2 separate regions of the Gossypium hirsutum genome follow, and region 1 is linked to region 2. A link is a contact called in public Hi-C data. All regions are on one chromosome and are shown on one strand. The core of a region is the stretch at or near the end of the contact, and the rest is flanking DNA. Distances in the headings are between cores, read along the strand shown.

Region 1 (6,969 bases), core at 2,268-4,767, 46 kb before region 2:
GTTTGTGAATTCGAAGATAGAAGAGTAGCGTTGAAATAGAAGAAAACCCGAGATTTTACTTGATTTTTAGTGCACTGCCCCCTGTTTGTGTTTATTCCGGGGACAAATTTAAGTGCTCAACACTTAACTTTTCACTTTTACCAATACACCCCTCTTGCTAGTTTTACCGCTTCATCACTTCAACTATTAACTTTTTCATTAAATTATTAATAAATTTACAATTTCTTCACTTAACCAGTGATTTATCCATTAAATTATTAGTAAATTTACAATTTTTTCACTTAAATTAATCATTCAACTATTTAAAATTTAATTTTTCATTTTACTAGATTGTTAAATTTCTTTTAAAGTCTGATTCGATGGATAAATATACATTTCAAGTCCTTATCCCCTTAATACATGCATAAAACAGGCAATGATGATCATAAAATGAAATCAACCTTTACCAAGATGAGTCTTTCTCTTCACTCTTTACTAGCCAATTTTCATTAAAAACAAACTCACTCTTGTATGAAGTAAAAAAGAGTGAAAAACATTAAAACAGTTAGATCTTTATTGAACAAGCCTAAAAATAAGTGTACAATGCAACAATTTGAATGTGATGATGGTATGCACAAATTTGCCAATAGGCCGTTAACAACCCCATACAGACACCAAAACCAAATGACAAATCAACAACACATTATTTTGAAGTTACAAACATACAAGGACATGTCTATACATCAAGTGTTCTAGATGGGTAGGATGATCGACTGTTCCTACTGATTGGTAACTGAACGTAAACATCATGAACCTCATGCTTGTACACTTCCCCTCTATCTCTATCAATTGCGTAGCAGATGTAAACAGTGTCAATCACATTGTCCAACACATGGACGAAGAATCCCAGTACCAGGATTAGCAGCACCCACGCAAGAGCCGCGACGGTGTACATGTTAACCCCTAGATCACTAACACCCTTTAAGATCGCACAGACCTGCATTTTAGGAATGTGATTGTCAGGTAATTCAAGTAAATGAAGGGGGAGAAGGATAAGAAGGAAGTGTATCGGAGACTCACTGCAATTGCATAAACTGCTGAAAGGACAAAAATAACTCCTGCTAATAAACGAGTTGATACGGTCTCCACAAAAACAGCAGAGAGTAAGTTACGTCTTAGAAGCTCGTATGTCATCCTCGCAGAGGTGCAATATGCCTCGCCAGTTATTGCCGCAAAGTTGATAGTGAACTTGTTAAGAAAGTCTATCGCAGACAGTAGGGCATTAACACAACACCGGAGAACAAGATTCACTATCCCAGGAACATCTTCTTCTCTTGCACTATCAACAGCAGCACGCACCACTCGAACAACAAAGACAAGTAATCCAGATAGACAGATGGTGCCAGAAGAAGGACCAAATGCATTTCTGCACGTTTATAGAACCAAAAGGGTTAGAAAGGTTAAATTTAACTATTCTGATAATCAATAGACATAAGGGATGCCTTGAAAGTATGTCCGTTTCGATTCTCAGTGTTGCAGATGTTTCATTAAGACATCTTTCAGAAATTACCTTACCAACACTAGGATATAGTGTTCTGGCTAGTCGACAAGAAGCTAAAAGGCTGCCTAATCTCAATCGAAAAGGACCTAATCTTAGAAAAGAAGTCAACATGCTGTATTTTGGCATGGCAATTTCAACAAAGAAACTAGAGAAGTAGCTCTCTTTTCATGGCAATCTAGCCCTCTATAGAGATGCATAAAGGAACTAAATGAATTTCATATACTAAGATAAAAATCCATCACAAGAAACACCAGAAGGCGAGGAACACACTCTCAGAGTTGTTGTTAGGAACAAGATCGTTTGACCATTCGTCACTCCATTCAATCAAATGCAAAACAATGTCGTCAAATTGAATCCACAAGTCCAAACCAAAGTGAATTGCCACCATAGTGACCTTCCATACTCAAGTACAAATACTATACTCATATACATCATGCAGCTATAAACCATACTAAAATCGATGTTATCAACTATGTGCCATTACAATTATCCTAAGGTTTATCACCAAGATCTTACTCTTTGATAATTAATCTATTTAAACAGTCTGGTATTCATAATGTAAGCATGCATCCAAAGTTCAAAGCAGTCACTCAGAAACACAAAAATATAAGTTCCAATTCAAGCTTAGTTTGAACTACCCTCACAGAGAAGCACAAATCATCTATAATAATACATTGAATGCATAGATCTTTATTCAGAAAAGCTGAAAACAGTAGGAAGTTACCTCAAAGATCTTCTTATGCTCCGGTGAGGTTTCGTATCATCTTTGGAGAAGTACCACTGAGCAATGGTGCCACTGGTAACATATACCTGAGCTTCCACCATACCGGTCAAGGACCACAACATTGTCAAAATAGCCAATGCAAAATAAGCAGGTACCCAGCTATCTTGTTTCCAAACACAAGTATACTCTCCATTCGATTCTTTAGCCACAATTTTCCCATTAAACCTAGAAAACACCAAGAACACAACAATTGACGCATAATAAGCCACCAATCCAACGGTCAACAACGGTATCACCAAAAACAACCCTAAATTCCTCGAAAGCGCATCGGAAGCAACCCCGATAATCCTCACAGTCAACTCGATCCGATGCCAATTAGCCACAATGATCCAAATAATAACCCCAACTATTAACAAAATGAAAACAAGCACCAAAATTCTATAGACCAAAGGGAAAGCATCACTACAAGAAGAGCTCAAGGTACAAGCAACGAACCAATAAACATCAAAGAAAACCGGCATGATTATAAAGAAAGGAAGCAAGACATAAACGATCTGCTTCGTGTAGTGTTTGAGTAATAAAAGCAAAAGTAAACATATGGGTACACTTAAAACTGAAGTTATCACAAGGGTCCATACTAAATACGTCCAAAGACTGGAACTTGACAACGCAAAAAATGAAGTTTCAGAGACCCATATTTGACTTGATAAAAAGGAAGTGGCTTGAACGCAAGAAGTGGAATTGGAATCGTAAGTGAAGGCCGAAACGTTGGAGTAGTTGTCGTTTCGATGGAAGATTGAGAAAATACCGAAAGCGAAAGTGCAGAGGACGAAGAGAAGGAAGAGTATGAGGAAAGGGAGGTCTTTGAAAGGTCTGGGCCCGTAATTGAAAGAGATCTGGAGGGACTGAGTTGGGTCGGATTCGGAGGGATCGGATTGAGGTGGTTCTTCGATTGGAGGAGATGGGTAGGCAGAGCTGGTGGTGGGTTTGAAGAGGAGAGGTTCGGTGGAGGAAGCGGCGTCGTATAGAGATGTGGATTTGGAAGTGGTGGTATCTTCTTCCGTGCTGCCCATCGCAGCGACGAATCAAGGGACGGAGAAAACAAAACGACCGTGGGGAGAGATGTTTTATCTGATTAGAAAGAAGAAATTTTAGGACTTATGCTTTCAATAATTATTTTTGTTTGTTTTAGTACTTTTTTGGGGATTTATTTAATTTTATATTTATTTTGGGGTGTTTGACTGTTTGTTCATGGAACGGAAGCCGAATTACTAAAACTAAGAGCTGGAGAAGAAGATGAGTGGGTTTGGACCGTTTGGTCGTGGTGGAACGGAACTGTTGAAGTGCCACGTGGAACTATTCATTACTAAAATAAATATGAGATAAATCAATTATATTCGGGTGAAATATTACTTAAAAAATGTCAAAGAAATTTTTAAAAAATTATAATTTTTCTTTTTAAAATAATTAAAGAGCATAAATAATCTTACATATTTATAATTAAATTTCAATAATATATTTTTAATTATTAGAAAAACACTAACTGAATTTAACAAGTGTACATAATGAATTAGTTGGAGTTGATGATCACATATCGGACTATGATTCATGGTATCAAAAAGCAACAATAAAGGCGTTCAAATCTTATTTATTCAGTCCATTTTTGTTTTTTCATCTTGTTAATTTTAGTATTAAAGTGGTCTCACAGGTAGGTAATTTATGACAGATTTTGTCACTCCTACATCAATCCTTTTTTTCTTCTGATCTAAGGGAACGTTTCGTTCACAATACAGATTATACCTACTAGGTGATTTCCCAGAATATAAAATTATCTTTAGTAATCTTAAAATTACTTAATACATTATCAAATATATTTTCCATTATTTTATTTAACTGAAATATAAATCTTATTATTTAAAGTATGAAAAGTATTATTAAATAATGATACACAAAATGTTATATTTTCTCAACTAAAAGTAGTACGACAGAATGTAATAAAGTAGACATGCTAAATTTTGTCAACTAATAATAATTAAGTCATCATTATGGGTTGTAAAGAATATAATTTTATATCACAAACATATATATTTCGCTCAAAATAATTATTTTAGTATTTTATTTAATTTTAACATAATTACATAAAATACCCTCAACGTTTAATATTACGATTTTTTAAAAAATTGATAAATGTGAATTAATCATCAATCAAATGATAAATCTACGAAATAGCCTATATAACATGTCACATAAGCACAATAAAACATTTTTTTCTCAACGCTTTCTCAAATTTTCTCTCTTTCACATTCAAATTCGAATTAAAAATACATATTTCAAAAAATAAAGAATAGAAATTAATAAATAACAAAAGAGGATTAAACTCACACAAAAATATTTTTGAAACAAACAAAGGAATGACAGACTCAATCTTAAAAAAATGAAAAAGGAAACATTAACGTTGAAGTAGTAGAATAAGCAAAGTTCCCTTGTCTTTCTCTGTTCAGTCTATGTGATTAACTTGTGAGCTAACTGAGTTTAGCTCAAGAGAGAAAAAGAATGAATCAGGAAGTGTTTATTTATAGCTTCGTTGCTCGAGGAGCAACGATCTTAGCTGAATACACTGGGTTCACTAGGAATTTCTCAGTAATCACAACTAAGTGTTTGCAGAAACTCACTTCTTCCAACAACAAGTTTACTTACAATTGTGATCACCATACCTTTAATTTTCTTGTTGAAGATGCTTATGGTAATTCCCAGAACTTTGATCTTTTTCTTTCTTTCTCTATTTTTTTTTCTCGATAAACAAATAGGATTGTGGAAGGTTTAAAAGCTGAATTTGGAGGTTAAAGTTAGTAGATCTAGCTAAATTAGTATAAAATAGGATGTGGGATTTGCTAGATTTTTGTTAAAACACTAGAAAGTTAGCTTCTTTTTGTTGTAAGGATTCGTTTTATTCTATTTGGCTGGTGAGAAAACTGAAGAAAATGGTGATGTGCATATAAATATATATATATATATATATGTATCTATATTATGTTTTAATGGATTTCATTAGTTTGCATGCCTTTTTGGATGTCTGCTATATGTTAGTTCATTAACAAAGATGTGTTGATTAGAAAAAAAAACTAACAACTCATGGAAGCTTTGAGAAAATCTAGAAAGAGGGAAAAAACTAAAGATGTGTTTGGAAAGAGAAAAATCTGGAAAAACGTTGACAAAAAAATGTTTTATTGTAACAACAGTTAGAGGGCAAGAGAGAAAGAAAGAAGATGAAAAAAAAATGAAAAAAAAATTGTTTTGATGACATCATCTATGACATCGTGCTTATGTGGCATGCCACATAGACTATTTCGTTAACATTTCATTTGACTGACGGTCAATTCACATTACCATTAAAATTGGACTAATTTTGAAAATGTCATAACATTAAGGGTGTCAATAAAAAAAGGTTCAGGGCTCAAACCCAAAAACTCATAAACGTTAAGGGTATTTTATGCAATTATGCCTTTAATTTTCGCTTCTTTTAGCCATTGAACTTGTTTTGTTTGCCAAAATCACCTCAAAATGGATGAACAAAATTAACATTTGTTAATTTTGTTGATATGACATACATATGTATGTCACGACATCAATAGTTAATTAATTTTTTTTAAATTAAAAAATATATATTTTTAATTATCTTTATACTTTTTAATAATGTTAATAATTTATTTTTTAGTTTTATAATTTTTTTTGAATTTGTAAATGTTAAAAAATTAGTTAATTGCACGTGACATCCACGTGTATGTCACGTCAGTAAAGTTAACATATGTTAATTTTTCTATCTATTTTGGGGTGATTTGATAAACAATATAAATTCAATGGCTAAAGAGACGCAAAATTAAGTGAATGGCTAAAATATATTTTTTTTGTAAAGTTGGTGGGCCAAATAAAATATTTGTCTTGATATTTTCCTATTGTAATTCATACTACTCAAGAGATGTCAAAATTAAATCTGTATTTTATGATTAAAACAATATATTTATGCCTTGTTTGGTTACTAGTATAATAACATGAAAAAAAATATTTATTACATATGTATTATAATAGTTAGACATAAAATCGAAACTAAAAGCTAGAAAAATATGTAAAAACTCTAGTAAATAATAAGATCTCTTCAAAATAAGTGATTTTTTTCCTCTCTTTACTAAAATTAAGGCATGCGGATAACTAAATATTTTCAAATGAATTAATTTATTACTAATTTATATACTAAAACATGCGTAAAAAAATAATATTCCAATCAATTATAGTATAAAAAATTACATATAAAACGTGATGATAAAATGCAAAATGAATTAATTATTAAATTTTAATTTGATAAAAATTTAAAAAAAAAGGAAAAAAGATTGAAAGTAAATAAATGAGTTGCACATACTTGAATCAAATTCCCATCTTAAATTAAAAAAAACCTATACTTTAAAAAAAAATGAATAATCAAGCCTCTTCATGAAAATCAAACCAAATTTAGCCATCAAATGTTAAAAACACATTACTTTAAAAAAATGCTAAAAATGCATTGATTGAGCCCTTTGACTAATGATTTCCATCATTGAACTTAATATGTTGATAATGTTATTAACAACTGTTGAATTAGTTGTCATGATGTTGGCGTGTTGATCCATGTTAGAAAAAAATAAGAAATATAAAATTATTTGAAAATTTTAAG
Region 2 (6,469 bases), core at 1,306-3,805:
GAAAATTTTAATTAGGCCCCAAAATTTTTAAAAAATTTCATCTCTCCATTAGGTCTCCTCAAATGGTTGAAAATTCTCATTATACTTTTTATTTATTTTTATTTTAATTAAGCACATTTAATTTTTTTTGAAAATTCTTTTAATCTTACAAAAACTTTAAAACTTTTAATTAGGCCCTCATTTTAAAAACTTATTCTCATTAAACCCTTAATTTTTTTTAAAATTTTACTAGCACCTCCCTAAAAAAACTTAATCCTATGATTCACCATTGTAGTAGAAGTTGGTCATTTGATTTAATAAAAATTTATTTTAAAAATTATATTAATTAATAAAAATAATTTCATTATTTCAATCATAAAATATTACAATATAATTAAAATTATATAAAAAAAACTGAAGCCCAGTGTAAACAGACAACATTATAGAATGAATATGATTTCAAATTGGCGTAAGGATTTTTTTCGCTCTTCACCTTTATAAATAAAATCATTTTATTCATTCATTTAATTTTTCGTCTCTTTTAATGTTTAAATTTATATTTTTTTAAATTATTTTAAAATAAATGAAAATGTTAACGTTTGTTAACTTTAGTAGTATAGTATGCACGTGGATTGGATGACATGTCAACGTTTAATTAATTTTTAAAATTTAAAAAATATTTTTTTAATATTTTTATACTCATCTACACTAGCAAAATTTAAAAAAAAAATATTTTTTTTATCAATTTTAGGTAATTTGAAAAAAATATAAATTTAAAAGCTAAAAAATAAAAAAATAAATTAAAGAATAAAACGAATTTTTTTTATAAAATTAAAGGGAAAAAAAACCATTATACCTTTCAAAATTCAGTGCGTAGAATTATTTTTTTTCTTTAAAGAAAAAAAGGTTTTTCTGAAAATGAATTAAAACTATGGTTTTCTTTATATAAAAAGGTAAAAGTGTCCTATATCTCCATCGCATTTAATATTGAAAATCCGTACATGGTATATAAATTAATTATAATATAAAGATCTGTCAAATCAAATTTGTCAAAAGTTAAATTTAGTAAATTTAAATAATTTAATATGTCTAGATGTTAATATTGATTATAATTAAAAAAACAGTCAATATGCTTTTAATTAATAATAGTGTAAATTAGAATTTAAGATTAAAATTAATTCTTTAATGAAAATAGTAAGAAATTGTCACTTATTGACAAAATAAATGTGAATATGGAGTGTTGTTAAGATTAAAATTAATTTTTTAATAAAAATAGTGAATAATCTAATTAATGTAGGATTAAAATTATTTTTTAATGAAAATAGTGAAGAAGTGAGTTATAATAGTAATCCCTAGTTAACGTGGAATCAAAATTAACTTTTTAATTAAAATAGTTAAGAGGTAAGCTATGAGAATATTCTTTGGTCAATGTGAGAATATTTTTTAGATAATGTTGGATTGAGATAAACTATTTAATGAAAATAATGAAGAAATTGATATTGTTAGAGTAAGTGTGAACATGTTAATATGAGATTAAGAGATTAATGAAGAAATGAGGTAAGATTAAAAATTGATTGTATAAAAAGTACTGAAATGGATATGCCACATGTAAAAACAGATGGCTGGGTCTTAGAATTTATAATATAATAAAACCTCAAATTACTGTATTGTGTTATATCTATTTTGTAATTTATAATTTATAAATTTGACACATTGTTCTTTTTTATGCATGCTACAGCCTACAAAGATTTAATATAAATCTCTTACAAACATTCAAATCTATGGTATTAAAACCCTTTTAATCTATCAAAATTATAATTAAAAAAATGGCATCGACAACATCTGGGTTTCTCCAAACTTAAGAATCAGGGTTTTAATGGGCCTCATAACCTTATTTCAAGGTTTTATATATTCAAAGGTCTTAAATTGGAAAAAGAAAATGCTTTTTCTGCAAAGGGTTTCTAGAAAGCACGTGGAAATATATAAACAGCATGACAAAAGTGTTCCCTTTTTCTTTTCTTTTTTTAAATTCCAGACTCAAAATATTTTCCACCGCCCCATATTTTGGTCTAAAAGATATTTATATGTCGGTAATAATAACATGTTTATTATATTTAGAATAAGTTAAATGCAGGGTGCATTATTGTCGAAAGGGTGGTGTATAAGCAAGAAGGTTTGACCTTCATTCTCCATTTATACAAACAACTTAAAAAGGTTATCAAAGCCTTCATCTAGTTGAATTAATTAAAAGGATTTATATGATTTTACAAATCATGGAATAATAAGAGATTAAGTTGCGGATATAATAATTAAAATAGCTTTAGAGAGGAACTCAAACTTTATAAATGTTTAAAATTGTTCCAGAGGAGCGTTTGTTAAATTAATATAATTTAATTATTTTTTGAAAATAAAATATTTAATTAAATTAATACTACCTGATTTTAGTCTAATCACCCAACTTACCTATCAACTGGTATTTATTAATGAAGAACGAAAACAATTATAAGGTTACAGGTTGATTTGATTTGCATTGCTGACGTATAAGATGTAAATTGTAGGCGGTGGGCACACGGAGCCAAAAATCGCCAGGCTGCTCAGATCTTTCCTCCCGTAGAAATTCTTAGAAAGCGACTGCCAGCCCACTTAGAGCCGCCTCTTCAAAATCAACTTGCGGAAAATTTTCTGTCAAATTGACAACAACTTGTGCAAGGTTTTACGTTCAGATTTCGTCTATCTCATTTGAATTTATTTTTGTAAGCGCTTCGAATATAAATTTTAGTTAGTCAATTAAATGTAATTTTTTATTTTAATATTATATTTTGAAATTGATTTGAATGTTACCGAGTTCTTACCATATAAACCTGTGATATTTATGTATATATCACGTTAACAAATATTCATTTTTTAATTCATTTTTAAATTTTTTGACAAGTAAAGATAGGTTTAAAGGTTAAAAGACACAAAAAATTAAATAGAATGTTAAAATAATTTTTTTTATAACTGAAGGGTCAAATAAATTATTATATTTTTTTTTAATTTTCATAATATTTATAGTTATTCTATAATTTTCTAAATTTGTTATAACATTTTAATAATTTTAAGCTTAAATAATTAAAGAAAATCAATAAAACCTTATAAAACAAATATATATATAAAATCAATTAAATTCTTAATGTCAGCAAATTTCACATCAAACGTTATGTTAAATCATTTTTTCATACCAATTACCACTGAACTCAACACTTAATGGCTCATCAACAATTTTTATAATAAAAAACTATGTTTTATAGACTCAAAGCTTAATTGCTTGCTAACTTTCAATTAAAAACTTAACTAATTGTAGGTTTTAGTTAAAATTTTAATTAATTCTTAATTATTTTAAGAAAATTTTTTAGTACTTAAAGTTTTTAAAAAAATTATTTGATCACATGAAAACACAAAAAAATAAAATAAAATAGACTGAAAATAACATGAAACTTTTAATAAATATAAGTTGAAAAAAAAAATTGTGGATACAAGTAGTGTGTTCGAACAAGAACCACCACACAAAATTACATCACGTTTATTAGAATTATTTGTTGGCATGTTTTTTATTTTGTAATTATCGTTTTGTTTAAACATGCGGAAACGAATCATACGTATTTGTATTTACACATACGCTTATCATAAAAAAGAAATGGACAGTTTTGGGAGAGTCCTTCATCCAAGTAGGATTGTCTGAAGATAAAAAGTTGGACGCAATCATGAATCAGGTAGGGAGATATATGCAACACATATTTGAAGGGTTCAAGATCAAATATAATTGCTTCAACTTACAATAACAAAACATGACACTTGAAAATAAAGCTTCTAAAATTTATATAAGCAAGGTAGCATTTTATCCACTTTATATATGGAGATAATTCTGAGCTTAAGCAATCTGCTTCGATTTTATTTTATTCAAAGAGACTTACTTTTGCGGGAAAATAGAGGATTGAGATAACATAATTTTATGTTTATTTTGAGGGATTGGTATTTTATTTATTTTTGAGTGACTAGTTAACAATTCAATAAGAAAGGTTGTTAAAGGGAGAGTTCAGACTAAATGCATTAAGGTGAGGCTACAATAATGCTAGATCATTGTTTGTACTATGAGTTTATTAGTAAATTCTTTTTTGAAAAAGGCTTCGCAGACATAGTTGTGGCACCATACAATATAAATAATCCCTTATCTTCTTGTTGTGTTCTTTATTCTACTTTCTTTTGTTGCTTATTGTGTGTGAACACACAAAAGAACACATTATTGCCTTCAGCGTTTCTGTGCGCCAAAAAAAGAAAGCACATATGAGTACTACAACATTTTTAAAATTACTTCCTCTAATTAAATAATAATTAAAATAAAAAGTCATATTCAAGATTTTCAATATCCAATCATAATTGATTTAAAAATATTGTCAATTGAGTCTTAACTCGATTGACATGGGTATTGTTGCCTGTGCAAGAGGATATGGGTTCAAGTGCACTGATTATCATCCTATTTAAGGGTTGGGTAGGGGCTATTGGTAGTCCTAGATATTGTTTTAAAAAGAGAAAATATGATAAGATCCTATAATGAGATTAATGTTCAAAAAATATTAATTAAGTTAATGATTTTGATTTTCTCATCACATCAAAACAAATTTTGAGATTTAAACTCATTTACTTACTATTTTACAGTACGTAAGAAATTAAGAATCACTTGAAATTAAGTAAGAATGTAATGCACCGAAGTGCTAGAATAAATTGTATCAATACATATACGAATCTTATGGTATGTCAACTATACCCTAACTATTGTTAGCATCGTTTAATAGAGTAATTTCATTATTTCATAGTGTCAATAGTCTTAGTCTCAACTCATTATCACATGAAATGAACATATTATTTTCTCAAAATCATTATCTATCACATACTTAACAAACACATATCAAGTCATACGCTTTTCATCATATTAGTATAATAATTAACCACAATAATATCATAGTGAACTTTGTATACACATACTTGACAAACTTACTAATCGTACAAAAATTCAACAAGGCATAGTTCAACATAACAAAAGTGTCATTGTAACACCCAAATCCCGACCCGATCGTCAGGTCCGAACCATAAAGTCTCATATTCGTTGTCGGAGCAACTACGATCAATTATAATACAATCCTAACCATTAACATTCAATTACAAGCAAATTAAGTATATAAATTGATATATATATACCTTTTCATGTCTTATACAAACTTACGAAAGCTCTAACACTAACCCGAGATCGAATTAGGACTAAATTGTAATATTTTTAAAACTTCAAGTTGACGTCGCGATGTCGAGGATTTCATAACATCGCGTCGACATCGCGACGTGCCATGGTAACTTAATCTTGCTGCCTAGCTTGACATCGCGATGTGACAAATTATTTTTGCAATTTATAATGAAACTTCAACCTGCAATTTTCTAATTAACTAATTTACACAATCATACCATACTTTCAGCCAAAAGATGCAATCTTTATGAATCAAATATGAACAAAACAACTTGATCAATAGTATAGCAATGTCACATTACCTAGTTATGTAATAGTTCGTTTTTCAGTGGTGTCAAAACTAGTGGTTTTAGGGTTTCAAATTCGACTAGTGAATTTGTAAATATTATTATTTAATATTTACTAGTCAAATATAGTATTGCATTAAATGTTAATTTGATCATTTTAGCTAATTGAACGATTAGTTAAGTACAAGTGGTTTGTCTTTAAAGTCAAGTGATTTTGAAAAATAAGGTTTTGGGACCTCGTTTTTATAAACCGAGCCCGTAAATATTTTTATTAAATATTTACAGAGTTACGATATAGGTATATTGAAATTTGATCCATAAATTTTAACATTTAGATAATTAATTAAGTGAAAAGGACTAAATCATAAAAGCTACAAAAGTTAATCACTATAAATTTAATTGTGTCAATTGAATATATAAGCATTATTAGATGGTTTTATATGGTAATTAGCCATCTTTTGAATAGATGGATGGTTCATGCATGATTAAAATTGAAATTATAATTGAATTAAAATGGTAAATAGGTAATTAAAATAATAATAAAAACAAAAAGGAAACAAAGTTAGCATCTTCTTCTTTATTTCTTGCCAAAGCCGAAACTCCATGGTTGGGAAAGCTTAAAGAATCGGTAATGTTTAATTGATTGCATGTAAGTGAATTTCAATTCGTTTTTAGTAATTTTTATGTTTTTGACATCGTTGTAGCTTAATTTAGTTAACTCGGAAACTAATTTGTAAATTTGTTAAATGTTCTGGATTATGTCATTAATAAATTGGTGATATTTTGAAGTTTTATGATAGATTTATAAGCTTGATAGTTAAATAGGATAATTTTGTAAAGTGAATTTGGTTAATTTTTAAATTAAAGGACTAAATTTCTAAAATAGTAAAGTTATATGAAATTATTGTAAAATATGATGAATATTGGC

What was found. A called contact is a pair of places that touch in the nucleus more often than the background predicts.
Region 1: a Hi-C map of leaf shows a contact between it and region 2, with 3 times the contacts expected there. The contact joins the promoter of LOC107916745 here to the enhancer-like site in region 2. A contact is called at or near these places in 9 of 34 Hi-C or Micro-C datasets (cotyledon, fibers, leaf and 1 more).

What each region holds. Positions count from the first base shown.
Region 1 is chrA01:106,031,590-106,038,558 of Gossypium_hirsutum_v2.1, reverse strand. LOC107916745 (CTL-like protein DDB_G0288717) reads right to left here and starts at 3,517. Exons shown (of 3, transcript XM_016846112.2): 1 at 2,265-3,517; 2 at 1,060-1,405; 3 at 532-976. The coding sequence starts at 3,337. The coding sequence ends at 716. It also overlaps the pseudogene LOC107916971.
Region 2 is chrA01:105,985,602-105,992,070 of Gossypium_hirsutum_v2.1, reverse strand. No RefSeq gene overlaps it. Among protein-coding and RNA genes, the nearest start is that of LOC107916749, 21 kb to the right of the region's middle. Within about 2 kb of position 2,555, at least 3 of the 9 cell types and tissues checked have an H3K27ac peak or open chromatin away from gene starts, as enhancers often do. A contact at or near this core is called in leaf, where this site is marked.